Linked DNA regions of Rattus norvegicus: region 1 is linked to region 2. The links are chromatin contacts, called in public Hi-C maps. All regions are on one chromosome and are shown on one strand. Each heading gives the region's core, a stretch centred on a gene start, on an enhancer-like site or on the middle of the called end of the contact. The rest is flanking DNA. Distances are from core to core; before and after follow the strand shown.

The links. Hi-C and Micro-C count contacts between places; a contact is called where the count stands out from the background.
Region 1: a contact with region 2 is called in a Hi-C map of liver, with 3 times the contacts expected there. The contact joins two enhancer-like sites. A contact is called at or near these places in 7 of 12 Hi-C or Micro-C datasets (the A7r5 cell line, the Rat2 cell line, Schwann cells and 4 more) and 1 of 1 datasets of contacts at active chromatin or transcription factors (oligodendrocytes).

The regions. Positions count from the first base shown.
Region 1 is chr5:166,210,179-166,216,191 of GRCr8, forward strand. All of the region lies in intron 4 of Rere (arginine-glutamic acid dipeptide repeats), which reads left to right. Among named protein-coding and RNA genes, the nearest start is that of Mir6332, 93 kb to the left of the region's middle. Within about 2 kb of position 4,058, at least 34 of the 93 cell types and tissues checked have an H3K27ac peak or open chromatin away from gene starts, as enhancers often do. A contact at or near this core is called in liver, where this site is marked.
Region 2 is chr5:166,016,818-166,023,035 of GRCr8, forward strand. No RefSeq gene overlaps it. Among named protein-coding and RNA genes, the nearest start is that of Eno1, 17 kb to the left of the region's middle. Within about 2 kb of position 4,259, at least 26 of the 93 cell types and tissues checked have an H3K27ac peak or open chromatin away from gene starts, as enhancers often do. A contact at or near this core is called in liver, where this site is marked.

The sequences.
Region 1 (6,013 bases), core at 2,808-5,307, 190 kb after region 2:
GGAGTCTTAGCTCTTGTGTCTGCCTGTCCACATGGTCTGCCACCTCCTCGAGTTGGTTGTTTTCACTGCCAACCTGACTTCAGAATGCATTTAAGTTGTATTTAGGATGCATTTTGGTTGGTGGAGTAAATGCAGGACACAGGTGGCTGTCCAAGTGGGGGATGCAGCAGGCTGGCTCCTGTACATTGCTATCCTAGTAATTCAGAGTACACATTTAAAATGCTCAACTTGCTTTGTTAGAGTGTTCTAATGGTAGTTGGAGTTCTTATAAGCGTATTATTATAACTGGGTAGACATATCACCCACTCACATTGCAGAGGACACTCAGTGGTCCTATTTACTACTTGGATGAAATGGCCCTTCCTCTGCTTGCTCTTAAGAAAATAGGGATTACTTTTATGATGTCAGACAAAGAAGTTGAGTTTTCTAGAAAAGGACCTAGAATATTTTTCATTTCATTGGCTTCTTGTTTGAGTTATAATCTCAGAGACTTGTTTTTAAAATGTAAACAATGTCACATTAAAAGTGTACTTCATTATGAATTAAATGGTTAAGTACTTGCTGTTTTAACTACTGCTAGGAGTAGTATGAGGCCGGTTCCCTTTCCCCTTTACAGACGGATCCTGCCTCAGGCACCTGCCTTGTCTGGTAATGCTTGTGGTCTTGTGGGTTGCTGAGGTTGACGTTTTCCTGTGTTTGAGCAGTGCCAGCATTGAGTGCCAGCCCTGCTTCCACAGCCTGCCACTTGGATTCATCTCTCTAAAGGAATTCCTTTTCTTACTCAAACTGGGTTTCTTCTGGGGCTTGAACCCGGGATCTTGCCAGGGCTAGGCAAGTGTGCTATACTCTATGACTGGACAACTACATCACAAGTCCTTCTGGTTCCCTCAAAGGTACGGGTAATACCAGTGCAGGTCTCTAGTTATTTGTCATATCGACGTGCATCTGACATACTGATTGAGGATCTTTTGTATCTGGGTCAGTTCTTTTCTAGGCCAGTCTTCAGTCTGCTGAAGTGAAGCTATAATCCAGGTGCTTGTCAGACTGGAGACTGCTTCCTGCCCCTCTAGAGAGAGCTGTCATGTTTTGTGTAGTTGTCCAGTAATAGGTATACATTACCTATTGATGGATGCTTTTTCTTTATTCTCTCTCCTTGGGAATTTTTAAAGATTGATTTTTAAAATGTGTGGGGTTTGCGTGTATATTTATGTACCATCTGGGTACCTTGTGCCCAGAGAAACTAGTTAGCGACGGTGCTGAACCACCATGTGGGTGCTGGGGATTGAACCTGGATGCTGTGTAGGAACAGCCAGTGCTCCTAAGGCTGACATCTCTAGCCCCTCTTTCCCCTTTTTTGGAATAGAAATTTCACAGTATAACACAGGCAGCCATTGGACTTAATCCCAAGTCACTTCACCAATGCTGGGATTAAACTCACGCAGTATTTTACTTAGCCTGCTCTAACAGTTTTTTAAAAATCATTATTTTATGTATATGGTTGACTTGTCTGTGTACTATTTGTGTTTCTGGGTGTTGGATCCCCTGGAACTGAAGTTAAATGAGGTTGTGAGCCAGCACAAGGTACTGGGACCCAAACCCAGTGCCCTGTAAGAGCAGCCAGTGCTCTCCCTAAAGCAGAGTCATCTTTCCAGGCCAGACAGAGTCCTTGTATACACAGGCCTGGCAGACTTTCTCTCTTAAGGGCCAGATAGTAAATGTTTTCTGTTTTGTCTTCTCTGTGGTAGCTGTTCCCTTTTGTCAGATGTTCCATACACTCATGCTCAGCTGTATGTTTTTATCCAGAAAAGACTGGGGAAATAGGCAGATGTCCAGGGGAGCGGGGACCCTTGTCTACAGGCCCCTGAGACAATAGAAACTTGATGGTTTCCTGGAGTTTGCCTTCCTCCTCATGATGCTTCCTGTTGCTCACACTGCTGTAAGGATTGTGTTGTGGTTTGCACTTAGTGGAGAATTGACTTCCTTCCTATAGTATTTGAGCTGGGAGTTTGTATGCCTGTACCTCCACCTGCGCTCGCAGCTCATATCTCCGGCTCTCATCCCTTTCCTTTTGATTGCTTCTGTGTAGTAAACAAGCAGATAGGTGAGACGATCCTTGCAGGAAACTATTGTCTGACCCTGGCAGAGTTTTTTAAACAATAGCTTTCATTTCTTGGAGGAGTTTAGTGTGTGCTGTAAGCTTTTTTCTTGTTAATTAGCTTAAATCAATAGAAATATGAGGTTTAATATGCAAATTATAATATATTAATAAAGGTGATTTCCTGCTTGTTTTTTAATGTCCTAGCCAGGTATTTATGTACCTGAAACATTTATTTAATGAAAGGAGGGCTTTTCTGTTTAATCTAGTACTGACTTGAGAAATACCGCAGTCTCTTTTGTCAGGCGCAGTGCCTGCACCCATTTAGGTGAAGGAGATTTGCTTAAAGTAGTCCACCATTGTAGATGACTTTTCTTTTCTTTTCTTTTTTTCTTTTTTAAAGATTTATTCATTTTATTATATATAAGTCCACTGTAATTGTCTTCAGATACACACGAGGTACAGACAAGGGCATCAGATCTCTTTACAGATGGTTATGAGCCACCATGTGGTTGCTGGGAATTGAACTCAGGACCTCTGGAAGAGCAGACAGTGCTCTTAACCACTGAGCCATCTCTCCAGCCCGACTTTTCTGTTTGTTGTTTTTTGGTTTTAAACAAGACGGCTGTTTGATAATATGTCTTTGTTTCCTGGGAAGTGAGGATGGCTCCACGCCATTACATAATTACTTCTAAAGAATGTTCAGAAATCTAACAGTGGTGGTTCTTGAGACTTTTATTATTATTATTATTATTATTATTATTATTATTATTATTATTATAGAAATCTCTATATTGAAACACAACAGATTATAATTAAGCATGACACAGTTTCTCAGTGTTTGAGAAGTACTCCTACTGGACAGATGTATCTCAGAGTTTGGGGATTGTTCTCTAAGTGTTGTTCAGTTTGGATTCAGTTACTGCGTTGTTGGCTACATTGTTACAAGCCTTCAACCTGGTGTGCCCGGTTGCCACTGTACTCCCAGCTACTTGAGAGACTTGGCAAGAAGATCAGAGCCCAGGAATTTGAGGCCTGTGTGGGTAATCTGAGGCCCCATCTAGAAAACAAATAAAAAGTAAGAAATCATCTGCAGTTCCTGTCTTTCCTTTTTCCTTTTTTTTTGTTTTTTGTTTTTTTTTTTATTAATTGCTTGCTGGCCTTATAAAATGTGGCAAACTCTCAGTGTAGCCATTCAGTGTAATGTGCCTTCCCTTGCTGACTGTGGCGTTTTGTTGATCTTTCTATGCAGTGGTGTATAGACGTATGTCATTGTGAGCTCCCATCTCTAGTTTCCGTTGTGTTTTATATATGATTGTGATGAGGTCATTTCAGTTCACTGAGAACTTGATTGTTCGTGGAAGGGGGACCCAGCTGGCTTCGTTTCTCTAATTCTACACTGGTTGACTGTGCTACTGAGACAAGCTGTTTAACCTGTCGGGCATTGGTTTTCATAGCTGTCAGATGGAGACGCCACTCACCTCACTTACTTCTCAGGGTTGCTCTCGAGAGAATGCTCTGTGACGCTGTATTTTATGACAAGTAGCGTAGGCAGCATGTGGTTTGTAGGGCCGTCTGTTGTTCTGTAAGATGAGGTGAGCCTCCAGGCAGAGGGAGGCTCCTGCTCTTGACTCTGTCTTCAGTGAGGAGGGCTCACTGTGTTCGCAAATGGCCGCTGAGCTGTAGATGCAGCACACCCATCCTTAAGGACTAGGACTCGAATGTGACGCAGACTTCACGTCACCAGTCCACTGGGAGATTAAGTACAGAGACAGAGAGTAACTGATTAGAGGCTTGTTAAAGCCAGTTGGTACTCCTACAGTATTTTAATTGTACTCTGGAAAAACATGGCTCTGCAGTGGACTTATAGTCACTGGCTGCCCGTAGACAAGCAGTGAAAGGCGGGGAGACATAGGCCTGGGCCTTTGGTAGCTTGGCTGCCACTGGGCTGCTTGAATGTTGATCTTGGCTCTTCCCCAGTACTGCAGGAGCTCTGTTACTGGGGGAAGTGGTAGATAGCTGTGTAGGGTGCTGTAGGAGCTCTGTTCCTGGGGGAAGTGGTAGATAGCCGTGTAGGGTGCTGTAGGAGCTCTGTTCCTGGGGGAAGTGGTAGATAGCCATGTAGGGTGCTAGCACTGTGTGCTGGGATTGCAGCATTCAGCACAGAACCAGATCCCTAAACACAGCCCTTCTCCTTTACCTGGGAGGTAAAACCGTTCCGGGATTAGAGATTTATCTTACGAGAAAACATTCAGAAAATGCTGAGAGCAGACTAGAGTTATGTAAAGACCATGGGGTTTGGTTGATAGAAATAAACATTTTCTTTTTTAGAATTATTTATTTATTTTATACCTATTTTATATGAGTCCACTCTCCCTGTCTTCACACACACCAGAAGAGGGCATCAGATCCCATTACAGACGGTTGTGAGCCACCACGTGGTTGCTGGAAATTGAACTCGGGACCTCTGGAAGAGCAGTCATCGCTCTTAACCGCTGAGCCATCTCTCCAGCCCAGAAATCAACATTTTCAACAGATTTTTATATGTCTGTTTATTTTAATGACTTAGAACTAAAATTCTGAGCTGCATTATAGTTCATTCTCTTGAGTTAACATTAATTGTTTTCATGCAGGTAATATGTGGAAAGATGACTTTAAAAAGATTTGAAACTAACATGAACCTCTTTAATCTGGCATGAAATATATATAGGGTGGAAGTCGGTAGGGGTAATTTTAAAGACAAGCTCATGAGAATGAGGTGGTACTGGGTATAGTGGCTCATGCTTGAAACTTCAGCCATCTGGAGATGGAGTAGGAGGACCAAGAGTTCAATGCCAACCTAGGTTACATTGTGAAATAATGTCTCACAGTTAAAAACAAGGCAGCAGTGAGGCAAGGGCAGTTTGGCGCTGACCGCACAGCGGTAGAGTATTGACGTCAGTCAGCACTGAGGTCTTTATCTGCGGCACACAGGGTCCGTGCGGCTGGTGCCCAGCTGAATCTGCCTGAGGAGTGATGCTTGCCTCTGCCCTGCCGGCACTGCTGTTCACATAGACATCTGCCCTCTCTCCCGCTTTCTGGTTAGCAGAGCTGCAGCCGATGCTTCTCAGAAGCAGGGTTCAGATGGAGTGTAGGGTCAGTGCTTGCTTCTCTTTGTCTTTTTATATTTTCCAAATCTCTCTGTACTCACAGAGACGCAGACACACAGGTAGAGCATTTATGTTGTTCATGAATCACTATGATGTCCAACTGTCTCCCAGACCTCTACTGGCTGCCTGTTCCCTTATCGTAACAGCCCTTTCTTCCCTCCAGGATTAACCAACACCCTGAGGTAGAGAAGACATTTTTTATATCTTATTTTTGAGTGTGGCTTTCTAGGTAACAGGTTTTTTCGGTCTATGATAAGTTTTCCAAATCTGTTACATAATAACCCATCCAGTCTTCCCTCCCTTTCCTTGTCCTTAACCAAGGGGTTTGGCCATCTGAGCTTTACTGTTTGCCTGGTGCCTCCATCCTCTGCATTTCCTGTGTGTTGGATAGTTTTAGCTCTCATCTATCTAAGCAGAATTACACTTAGTTATTACACTTAGTGTTCTAGTGCTATGAAGGCACCATGACCATGTCAAAGCCATTTAAGTGGCTGACTTCCAGTTTCAGAGTTTTGGTCGGTCATGGTCATGGTGGGCAGCATGTGAACACTCAGGGCTGACATGGTGCTGGGAGTCTGCATCTGTGTTCATAGGCAGCAGGGAGAGGGAACCTCGGCCTGGCTTGGGCTTCTGAAACCCCAAAGCCCACTCGTAGTGAGTGACACTCCTCCTTCAACAAGGCCATATTTCCTAGTAGTAGCTGCCAAGCATTCAGAGCTGTGAGCTTGTGTGGCTGTTCTCCCTCACCCCACCTCATCACTGCACTGTG
Region 2 (6,218 bases), core at 3,009-5,508:
ACAGCCTGCACCCCACATCCCCGAGAGCTCATCGTTACAGATATACTGTGCAGTGTCTCATCGGCTTAAGCTACCATTCAGAATAAAACAGGCTGAACCATCAGATACTGTACCCCATGGGAGATGAGGAATGAAACCTTACAGTCTGTCTTAAGGGACAGACTGGCTCAGTAGGTCTCAGTACTTCCTCTGGGTACTGTGAATACCTATTTCTGCTACTGCTCAATGGTGTGGTGTGTGTGTGTGTGTGTGTGCCTGTGTATGGGCATGCATGTGTGTGCACATGTGTGTGGGTGTGTGCATGTAGGCTTGCATGTGTGTATGTATGCCTGTGTGCCTATGTGTGTACATGTGTGCATTGGACTGTGTTCATGTACACCTGTGTTTTCGCGCATGCCTCTGTGTGAGTGTGTATATGGACATGCATGTGTGTGTGTATGTGTGTGTGAGCATGTGTGTGTGTATGCCTGTGTGTGCGCATATGTGTATATGTGCCTGTGTGTGTGTGTGTGCATATGGGCATGTATGTATGTATGACTGTGTGTGTGTGTATGTGTGCCTCTGTGTATGTGCCTGTGTGTGTCTTTGTGCATGCACACCTGTGTGCCTATGTGCCTGTGTGCATGTGCACTGTGTATGCGCATGTGCAGTTAGTTGCCGTCCTCATGATTGTTGCAGATTTGAGAAGGACTCTAGGGATTGGAGCCAGGGTCTCCTGCCTGTGACGGAATTACATACAGCAGCACTTCAGGCTCAGGCCTGCTGTGGACTTTCTTTTTTTTTTTTTTTTTTTTTTTTTTAAAGATTTATTTTATTTATTATATATAAGTACACTGTAGCTGTCTCCAGATACACCAGAAGGGGGCATCAGATCTCTTTACAGATGGTTGTGAGCCACCATGTGGTTGCTGGGAATTGAACTCATGACCTCTGGAAGAGCAGTCGGGTGCTCTTAACCGCTGAGCCATCTCTCCAGCCCTGCTGTGGACTTTCAAAGGTGATAATGGAGGTGTAAGTCAGCAGAGTGTGGGGCTTGTTTGAGAGCTCTTCACCTCCTCTGTTTTCTGCACAGACTTGGCACCATGGGACACAATCCTTATTCCTCTGGCCAGGATGTTTTTGTTGAGCCTGGTTTCAGGGTGCACATCAGTAGTCTCTTGTCTTCTTCATAGAAGGTTCTGGATTTCTCCAGCACCTGGGCATTTCCCTGAAACCCGAGGAAGGGATGTAGCAGAAGTGGAGGGGTATTCTGTTCCGACCCTGCAACAACAGAAGGTGCCTTTCCCCCAAACTTTTGTTGTTTTGCTTTTGTTGTGGAGGTCATTAAGTCACCTAGGCTGGCTTTAAACTCCCACAATCCCCCTGCCTTAGCTTCTCAGGGCTGGACTCCAAGTGTAAGCCCTGCTCTTTGCCACCTTTGTCTTTTTCTTCCCTTAAAGATATTTTAAAATTTGCAAGTGTAGTTTTTATGTATACTGAGTATGTGCATATATGTATGTGTGCATGTTGCTTGCTTGGTGCCCTCAGAAGCCAGAAGAAGGCATGGTTGTGTTCTGCCTGACATGGGTGCTGAGAGCCAAACCTGAGTACTTGGGGAAAGCAGCAAATACTGTTTTATTTTATCTTATTTATTGTATTTAGTTTTTGGAGACAGGATTTCTCTGTGTGGCCCTGCCTGTCCTGGAACTCGCTCTGTAGACTAAGCTGGCTTTGGAGTCACAGAGATCTTCCTGCTGCTGCCTCCCAGTCGCTGGGATTAAAGGCGCCACCACTGTCTGGCCCAGCAAGTGCTCTTCCCTGCTGAGCGGTCCTTCTGGCCCCAGCCTCACTGCCGTTCCTCAGGAGCGCCTCCTGCCGGCCGGAGTTGGAAGCTCTGCCCTACTGTGTGAATCAGCAGTAGGAAGGTATGATTTGCGTTCAGTAGCAAGTCTTCATCTGAACTGCAATTTGTCATATTTCAACAAACACACAGGGCAGGATGGATGGCTCAGCGATTAAGAGCACTTATTGTGCTCACAGCGGACCCAGGCTTGATTCCTAGGAACCAAACAGCTAATCCCAACCATCTGGAACTCTAGTTCCAAGAAATCCGACGCCCTCTTCTAGTCCCCTTGGTGTGTGGATATATAGGCAGGCAAAATACACATCCGTAAAACAAAAATAAAAATGTAAATAAACCGGGGTTGGGGATTTAGCTCAGTGGTAGAGCGCTTGCCTAGGAAGCGCAAGGCCCTGGGTTCGGTCCCCAGCTCCGGAAAAAAAAAAAAAAAAAAAAAAAAAAAAGAACCAAAAAAAAATGTAAATAAACCAAAAGGCGAGCAAGCAGCAGCACAGAGGTGATGGACCATTCCCAGCATCCTCAGAAGAACCCTCCCAGGCCCCAACCTGACCCATGCCCCGACCTTGCTTTGCTTTTCTCTTTGACCTTCCTCGGTGTGTGTACCGCGGCCCTGGGGCCAGAAGCGGGCCTCTGGAGCTGGAGTTACAGGGGGTTGTGGGCCACCCGGTGTAGATGCTGGAACTGAACTCAGGTCCTCTGGGAAAATAGTGCTTTTAACTGCTGAGCAGTCTCTTCAGCTCCTTCGTGTTGCTTTGTAAAGTGATAATAAATAATATGTAAAATAATATTATATAATATAATGTAATATACTAAAGTACTAATAATAATTTATTATCACTACTATTGTTATTAATTGCATAGGTCTTTTCGGTTTGGGAAATGAGAAACACTGGTCCTACATACCCCAGAGGCCAACAGTCACCTACTCTGGCAGCTTTGTCCCCTCTTCCTGCTTGCCTTGCTGATGTACCTGCTCAGACTCTGAGTGTGTGTGTGAGTGGTGTGTGTGTGTGTGTGTGTGTGTGTGTGTGTGTGAGAGATTCTGCCTTTTCTTTTTTTCCTCCCTCAGGAACTTGAAACTGAAGCCAAGGCCTTGGGTTTGCTGGCTAAACCTTCAAACCCTAGCCTTTAAAAAAATTACAGTTAATTATTTAATTGTAGTAATATTTAATCATTTGGTTATTTAATTGCTCATGTGCCGAGGCACAAGATAATGTGTTGGAATTGGCTCTCTCCTTCCACATTGTGGATCCCCAGGCTCAGACTCAGGTTGTCAGGCTTGGCGGCATGCCCTTTGACCTACCTGCAGAGCCCTCTCTGCCGCCCTCTCTCTAGGCCTCTGTAAGGCTTTTGAGCCTGGAAGTCCGGTACTGCCAAGTGCTCATGGGTTCCAGTGCTTGGTGCTCCTGGGTCTGGTCTCTTCCTCTACTGACAACTGATGCCTGGCGCCCAAGTTTGAGAGCAGCCCCTGGCACACCCTTGGGCTCTCCTGTTCTTGTAGGCCCTGACTGTGGAGCAAGCACCACCTTTCTGAGATTCTCCCTACTGGCCCTCCGGGAGGCCAACCTGGCATTCAGGCTGCAGAATGGAAAGGTTTGGTAATCAGAGCTGCTTGTCCATGGGGGCCAGGAATGATAGCAGACTCATTTGCATATGTGACCTAAGACAGTAATTAAACCCAGGCGCCCCAGGGGTGAGAAGCAAGCACATTAATTCAGGAGCAATTAAAAACCCTCTAATGTCACCATGCACAGCCACCACTTGTGAGACTGCCGCTGACTGATGACAGTCACCTTCTGGGGCTCCCTCATCTGGCCACCAGACAGCTCTCCTTAGGAAGAGCATGCTCAGGCCTCAGGGACGGTAGTCTTGCTAGAGCCTCATCCCTTCTCCAGGCTCTGACCCTGCTGCAAAGCCATTACTTGAAAAACAAGGTCTTAACGCTTTACCCTTACGGTGGCAAAACAGATAAAAGTTGCTATATTTTCATCACCAGGTGTATGGTGTAGCAGGTTTTAGTGCGCGCATCCAAACTGTTAACCATGTATATTCTGGCTCCATGTGTTCTGCTGTGTTCCGGCAGTGGCTGCAATTACCTGGAGGTGTTGACTTGTGGAGTGTGAGTGTGACTGCCAGTTATTCCTGCCAGTGTTCCTAAACCGAGGATGCTGGCCCTTGCTGCTCTGAGAAACACTTTCCACATAAGTGGACATCCTACCACCTGCCGAAATGCACACAGGCACTCGGCCTCCGCAGAGCTTCTCTGCCAGGAGAGACAGACACCTAGCCTCACCTGGAATGCCACGCATCTGTCTCTCGTTTATTCTTCCTTTGTACAAAGCTCTGGGGCTGTGCTCAGTGCAGCGGTTCCTGGATCAGAGGGGCACCTGGGGCCCAGCAGGTGACCCGGTGAGCAAATAAACAAACCGAAGGCCACATTTGTCAGAGGGAGTCCAAAGTCTCCAGGCAGAAACAGAGAGGGAATCTCTTTAAGTCTTGTTTGTATGTTTCTTTGGTTGGCCCTGTGAGGTATTATCACATGTAGCCCAGGCTAGCCTTGGACTCACTAAGTAGCGGAAGGACGCTGCCTCATTCTCACACCACAGGCTTGAGTTAAGCGGAGTGGAAGATGTGCTCCCTCATCTTCCCGCCCCTGCCCCTGTGCCCGCAGAGGTCAGAAGAGGGCATCGGAGCCCCTGGAACTGGAGTGAAGATGGGCTTGCACCACCGTATGGGTGCTAAAAACCAGGTCCTCAGCAAGAGCAGCCAGCGCCCTGAACCTCGGAGCCATCTCTCCAGTTTCCTGTTTTTATTTGTTTAAGACAGGGTCTAGCTACGAAAGCCAGGCTGACCTCGAACTCATAGTTTTCCTGCCTCCTTGTCCCAAGTGCTGAGACTGTGGCAGGGGCTGCTGTATGAGTGGTGAACTCATTTGCCTGGTATTTATATACGAGTTGTATCAGTTCTTTATAGACCCGGACACCTCCAGATGTCTAACCTGAAGATGTCTCCCCCCTCTCTGTAAGTCTTCCTTTTGCTTTTTGATAGGCTTTTGACACGCAGACTGGTTAATTTTGATGAAGTCTAGCAAATTTTTTCTACAGTGATTTTTTTTTCTTTTTTTCGGAGCTGGGGACCGAACCCAGGGCCTTGCGCTTGCTAGGCAAGCGCTCTACCACTGAGCTAAATCCCCAACCCCTCTACAGTGATTTTAACACCAAATATAGGACACTACTGCCTAATCCAAGGTCTTGAAGGTCCATATATGTTATATGCATGTGTGTGTACGTGTGTTTGAATGTGTACATATATGTGTGCGCATGCATGTGCTTGTATGTGTGTATATATACACGTATGTGTGTGCACATGTGTATGTATGCATGCATGTGTGTGCATGTGTATGTATGTGTGTTTGCATGTATATGTGTACATGTGTGTATATATATGTATGTGTGTGAGCATGTGTTTGTATGTGCACGTGTATATGTATGTGTGTTTGTATGTATACATATATGTGTGTACATGTGTTTCTGTGTGTGTATGTATGTATGCATGTATGTATGTATAGACATAAATGTATTGGAAGAAGAGAAGGAATCCCTGGGGCAGTCACGTGGTCTTCCTGGAGTTCAAAGCCTCAGTCACTTACAAATACAGAACCATGACTCTCTCTCAAAATCTTGAGGGCTGGAAAGCCAATCAGAGGGATCCTAAATCCTCCAGAGCTGACGCAGTTTGGGATCTCCTTCCGGGCTGACAGGAGTGGTCAGGTCAGGTTTCTCCAATCTGGGCTCCATTTGGCCACCAGGGGGAGTGGTGGAGCCATCCTGAACACAGGGTTCCCGTGATCCAGGCTTGTTGGCTAGCCGGCCCTGGAGCACTTCCCAGCCCTGCTCTGTAGCCCCAGCAGTTGGCACCAGGTCGCCCTTCCTGGGATTGAACAGAGTCTCTCTATCCTTGGCTCGCTGTAGCTCAGAGCTGGGGTGAAGTCAACCCAAAGCTTGGAACAAAGCTCAGGGAGATGAATGGCGCCGTCTTTGGATAGAGGAAAATTCCTGGACAGCATGCTCCTGTCAACACCTAGCCTCTTCAGCGTTTGCACAGATGTGACACAAGGCCCAACACCGTAGGACACAAGGTGACACTTCTTCCTGGGCTCACTTTGGTACCTCAGTCCGTGGGGAAGCAGTTCCCAGCTACCGTTCCCTGGTTCCCTGACAGCCATTTTTGCTCTCTCCCTTTCAAGAGAGGGAGGGAAGGCAAGGCAGTCGTGGGCGGAGGGATCTGTGGATCCAGCTGCTCTGCCACCAACCTCTGCCAGCCCCTGAAGAAGCCAAACAGTGCAGGTGCTAAGCCAACCCTGCATCTTCCCTCCAGT